Regions from separate parts of the Mus musculus genome. Here region 1 is linked to region 2. Evidence: chromatin contacts called from public Hi-C data. All regions are on one chromosome and are shown on one strand. The core of a region is the stretch at or near the end of the contact, and the rest is flanking DNA. Distances in the headings are between cores, read along the strand shown.

What was found. Hi-C and Micro-C count contacts between places; a contact is called where the count stands out from the background.
Region 1: a Hi-C map of olfactory sensory neurons shows a contact between it and region 2, with 2.8 times the contacts expected there. The contact joins the enhancer-like site here to the promoter of Macir in region 2. A contact is called at or near these places in 5 of 39 promoter capture datasets (the 3T3-L1 cell line, embryonic stem cells, liver and 1 more), 5 of 484 Hi-C or Micro-C datasets (cerebral cortex, immediate neuronal precursor, liver and 2 more), 3 of 115 datasets of contacts at active chromatin or transcription factors (the SCID.adh cell line, double positive thymocytes and pancreatic cancer cells) and 3 of 9 other capture datasets (adipose tissue, liver and pancreatic islet).

Annotation. Positions count from the first base shown.
Region 1 is chr1:97,603,560-97,606,259 of GRCm38.p6, reverse strand. No RefSeq gene overlaps it. Among named protein-coding and RNA genes, the nearest start is that of Macir, 57 kb to the left of the region's middle. Within about 2 kb of position 1,314, at least 7 of the 459 cell types and tissues checked have an H3K27ac peak or open chromatin away from gene starts, as enhancers often do. A contact at or near this core is called in olfactory sensory neurons, where this site is marked.
Region 2 is chr1:97,660,718-97,663,417 of GRCm38.p6, reverse strand. Macir (macrophage immunometabolism regulator) reads left to right here and starts at 1,400. Exons shown (of 3, transcript NM_133825.3): 1 at 1,400-1,587.

The sequences.
Region 1 (2,700 bases), core at 65-2,564, 57 kb after region 2:
AGCCATCTACAGTGTTTCCTCAAATTACTTTAAAAAGACAATACATTACCTTGTTTACTACTCCATAGTAATGCAGAGCTAATTGATGTAGGCTGGAACTGAGTGATGTACTGTGGATGAAAGATATATATGAATGTGGGTGTTAGTTACTTTCATATAACAACATCAAGAAAAAAAATCAATATTGTAATACAGCTAGGCTATGTCCAAGAAACAGCAGTGTGTTTAAAGATGGCTTCATGAGTCTTGGTTCTTGATGGAATGTGCTAAATGAGTTTATTATGAGATTTCTTTTCCAATGGCTTTGTTTTTCAGTTCTGTGGTCAGACATAGAACCCTGCTCATGTAAGTTGGGAGCTCCACCACTGAGCTCCAATCTGAAGACTTTCTTAGTATGAACATAGATTTGAAGATTGCCTCTGTTTCAGGAAATATTACAAAAACAAACTGGCATGTTCCAGCACATGTGCTGTCAACTGGCAGGCAATGGCCAGCCTGTTTTTTTTTTTTTTTTTTTTAATGTTTTTAAATTTTTTTATTAGATATTTTCTTCATTTACATTTCAAATGCTATCCCAAAAGTCCCCTATACCTTCCCCCTGCTCTGCTCCTCAACCCACCTACTCCTGCTTCCTGGCCCTGGCATTCCCTTGTACTGGAACATATAATTTTTCACAAGACCAAGGGCCTCTCATCCCACTGATGGCCGACTAGGCCATGCTCTGCTACATATGCAACTAGAGACACAAGCTCTGGGGGTGGGGGGTGTGTGTGGGGTACTGGTTAGTAGTGGATATTTGCCCAGAATCTTAGAATGCCCAAGATATAATTTGCAAATTGGCTGACCTGTTTTTATCTTGAGACTCTGGCTCAGAGCTCCTGAAATCTCTTCACCCAGCTCCATAAGTTCCCACTGTTAGATCATTACCACGCCAGCTCCATGCTTCAATACCCCCAGGGCTTTTGTGATGCCCATCAAGCAAACCGTACCTTTCTCCTGAGAACCCAGACCAGTCTCTTCGAGAAGAAAACCACCACACAAAGTTAGTTCAGAAACAACAGTAACTCAATTGCTGGGCGAAAACAACTAAAATCCTAACTTTTAAGCCTTATTAAATCTAAATCCTCCAGTGGCGAATCCTGGTGGATCTGCCATTGAAACCGGGAGACACTCATGATTACATCTTGGTTTCACACTATCCCTGTCCAAAAGGACCTAACTCTCCCCTGCTTTCTCTCTTCCCCTCTCCACCCTGAAAGGCCTGCCTACTCACCCAGTGATTGGCTCCTTTATTCATTAGGGGATTGGTTCACAAGAAGTAACCTGACTATGACTCACTCCTTGTCTGCAACCCCTCCCAGGAGAGAGGAATTAGCATCAACATATAAACAGCACCAGGCTCATACACAACAGCCTCCTCCTGTTCTCTTTCCCTACCTACACTAGTATGACTTAGGCAGTATTAAATAAGAGGGTACTGCCAAATAATTTAAAATTACATATGGATCTAAAGTTAGAAAGTTTGTAACAAACACAGAATTTACTATCAGGGCAGTTGAGGGAGGAGCATAAACATGTATGGGCGCAGTTGGTTAGAATCTGGAATAGCTATTGAACTCCAATGTCCATGGTGAAGCCATCCAAAACAGCTTTCCAGTGGTGGGCTCTGATTTTTAGGAGGGTGGGGCATAGATAACTTCTTAGCAGTTTGAAATTGATAGCAAAGAAGAGTTTGGTGATATTAAGGGACAGGTGTGTCATGGGCTGTTTACAATATTTTGAAAACTCATGAGTGTCAGAAACGATGATGGTGACACTGGGGTATGTACAGAAGTGTCATCAATAAAGGTCGGGTGACTTGAGTCATGCAGGGGCTATGAAAATAAGATTATCATGATACTCTTTGTTTCCTTGACCAAGCCAGAATTACTTAGGACTATCTCCCAACTGGCATTTGCTTCTAGAAGGTGATTTTACATCACGTTTGGCTACCCTTTTGCAATGTCTTTTATGTGGGTGTGGGTGCATGCATGCTTGTGTATGGTCAGGTACATGTGGGTACACAGGGGCATGTCTGTTATGTTAGTGTTTTGAGAAATGCAGAAGTATTTGTCCTCTATGGAGGGATGGGGATTTGAGGAATGGACTGGGTAGATTCAAAGAATGGACTTGAGGGCATCATTGGCATTCCACATAGAAGAAACAGTACAACCAAGGTGCTGGAGACCTTGTCATAATGCCATTTGGGGGGATTTCTCTTTTTAGTGATCTAGACTATCATAAATGATCTAGAATATCATCATAAATTATTCAGGGTGTTGGGGAACTTATTTGAGTGGATGTTAAACATGATGAGAAGAGGGATAAACCCCTGTCTCCAGAGATGTGCCTTTGTCCTGGAAATGCATTTAGTCTTTAACCCAATGAAATATGGGAGCAGTTCTTTTCTTCCTCACCATGCCCTTTTGCACTGATTTTTTTTTTTGCATGCAACTATTCATATCAATTCCACAGTTACATTTCGTTTTAAATTTTGATGATTTTGTACAATATTTTTTTTATCATATTTAACCTCTCTAACCCAGGTCTACACTCTTCTCTACCCATACAACTTTGTGTCCTCTCTTTTTTGGAATCCTACTGAGTACAACTTGTGCTGCCAATTACTCTTGGATGTGTAACCTTTCATTGGTACATGGT
Region 2 (2,700 bases), core at 151-2,650:
TAAAAAAATTATGAGTTCAGACAAAATGAAACTAAGCTTCTTGAAATAATTTGTAATGTTTCCGAGGTAGTTTTATAAGAACGAACATCAGAATACACTGCTGTGATAAATGTTCAAATCTGAAAATACTTGGAGCATCTTCTACTAAGGTACCCATGGTGGTGGGGCGGGGAGGGGGGGGCACAAAACAACTGAACAAATAAATATAAAACAAAATTTAATCACTTGAGCATTCAATACCTGTACAGTGTACTAGGGTCTATCTATATTTGATAAGTTACATGAATATCATGTTGGGGAAGAGTAACTGAGAACATTCATGAATCTGGCCTCTTCCTTCCTTTTTCTGATACTTACATCAGAGCATATGAGAAGCAATTGAGTAAGTGTCCTTCAGTTGCAGAGAAACCAGAAGCCACATCTTGGAGCCAGAGTGTATTTATTAACCTTGGTAATTTGGGGGACATATATAGACTCTGGAACATGAACTATTTGCTTTAAGTTTGTATTAGTCTAGATGAAATGTATGACTTTATGTTCAGATAAAGCACCGTTTAAAAGGCCACACAATGCAGGAACCTGAATTTAAATTTATAAATACACAAACAGCTCAGCTATATGAAAGGTCTGTGACTTCAAGGATGTAACTCATGTTTTCTGTCTTAAAAATGTGGACTAGCACAGTTGAGAGCTGCAAACTTGGGAATGTGCGTCAAAAGGGTTGGCACCTAGAGCTAAATAAATATCAGCAAATATTTGTAATGCTGCATTGACCACTTCGGCAGGGGAGTGGCATATGGACTGAGAAAAGAAAATCTTGTTGGGATGGCACCTCATCCCTGTAATCCCAGCGCTCTGGAGACTAAGGCAGAACGGTTCTCCGGAGCTTAAGTCCGGCCTTGGGTACAGAGTGAGACCTTGTAAAGACAGAACAGGAAGGAAGCTAGAAAGGAAAAGAGAAGAGAAACAAGTGACTCAGAATTTAGTCTTCACCCCGCCCCCATATTTAGTTGTTGACATTTATTATTATTATTATTTATTATTATAGTATAATTTTAACTTCATGGGCTTCTGCTCTTCTCAACTTCTGATCAGCAGAAACTCAAAAATCACAGCCATCCCCACAGAGTTTAGCACACCGCTCTGTGGGAGCGGCCCGCATTGTCAGGCCTGTGAGCTGCGGCTCCCCGGAGGGTGCGGCGGACTTTGGTCCGGGAGCAGTGTGGCATCACGCCGCCGCCTCCCGTCCCCGCAACAGCCTCCGGTTCTGCGCTCTCACGCCGCCGGCCCAGCCGCCCGCCCAGCCGAGCGTGCGAGCCTGGCGCAGGAGGCGGGCTCTGCGCTTCCCGGCCTCGCCTCCGCAGCCCGCGGGAGGAGGCGGGAAGGCGGGCGGAGGCGGGGGAGGAGGCGGGACTACGGCGGGCCGTAGCTGGCGCCGAGCGCGGTGGGAGAGCAGCGGGTACCCGGCTGGCTCCGCTGGCGGCCTCTGCCCACACCTCGGCGCCGCAGCCCCGCGCCTCGCCCGCCCTTGGCTTCGGGGTCTGCGGCTGCCGGCCATAGAGGAACCGGCGGAACCCTGGACGACCGGTACGTTGGACGGGGAGCGCCACTCCTCCTGCAACCTTTTGTGCTGCAGAGGTGGTGGCGGGGATGGGTGGGGTACGCGCGTGAGTGTGGGTGCCCCAGTCAGCGAGCCACTGTGCCAGCCCCAGGCACGGCGCCGCCCCTTCCTCCTCGCCTCGTGTCCCGGCCGGGCGCGCGGTGTGTGCGCAGCGCAGGGAAGCCCCGGGCCGCGCCGGCCTCCGCGATGGCTGATGGCTCGGTGACACCGGGGCTGCGAGCGGCGCTGGTCCCTGAGCCTTGGTGCGAATGGCTGGCGTGGTGGTGGGGGGACTGGAGCCTGGGGTGGGGCCCGAGCGGGGTGCGAGAGCCCGCAGCTTCCTGGCACAGGGGTGGGGCCGGCGACGCGGGAGTGTGCGGCGCGGGTGAGTGTGCGGGGGCGTGCGCCCCGTGCGCGCGCGGCGAGCGAGCGAGCGAGCGGACGGACCGGCGGGCGGGCGGGCGTGCGCTCGCCGCCGACATGCGGTGCGGGGACTCTGCGACCCGGAGCGACGCTCCCGCGGTGCCAAGGTGCGGAAGTCTGAGCGCGTCGGCGCGCGCCAGCTAGGCGGCTCGCCCTACCCGCAGCGCCAGGCGGCAGGCCCGGCGGAGGCCCATTGAGAAGTAACGCTCGCCCGGCTTGCCGCGCCTCTGGCCCCAACGGTGTACAAGCCGCGGCTGCGGGCTACAGATAGCGGCGGGAGACAGCCCCTGGCGACCTTATCTCGGCCACCAGTGCGCGCTGCACCCCGCGGGCGAGGCCGAGGCCGGTGCGGCGGCTGGTGACGGACAGACGGACCGGCGGTGGCGGAGGAGCGCCTGTGGACTGGGGAATCGCGGCCGGGCGCTGGCCAGAAACTAAGGCGGCAGATGTCTCGGGCACCGCCACCCTCGCCCCACCTGTCGCTGGTGGACTTTGGGGCGGGTGGGAAGCCTAGGAAAGGGCGCCTGGCAGCGGCCGGCGCTCAGACCTTGAGAAGCGGCCCATTGTGAAGCTGCCAAAGTCGCTCTAGTGGTGGAATCTGCAAATCTCGGCCAGGAAGGAACCCAGTTCGCGAAGGGAAGGACAGCCGCGTGCTTTCCCCCTGGCAAGTGTCTGGC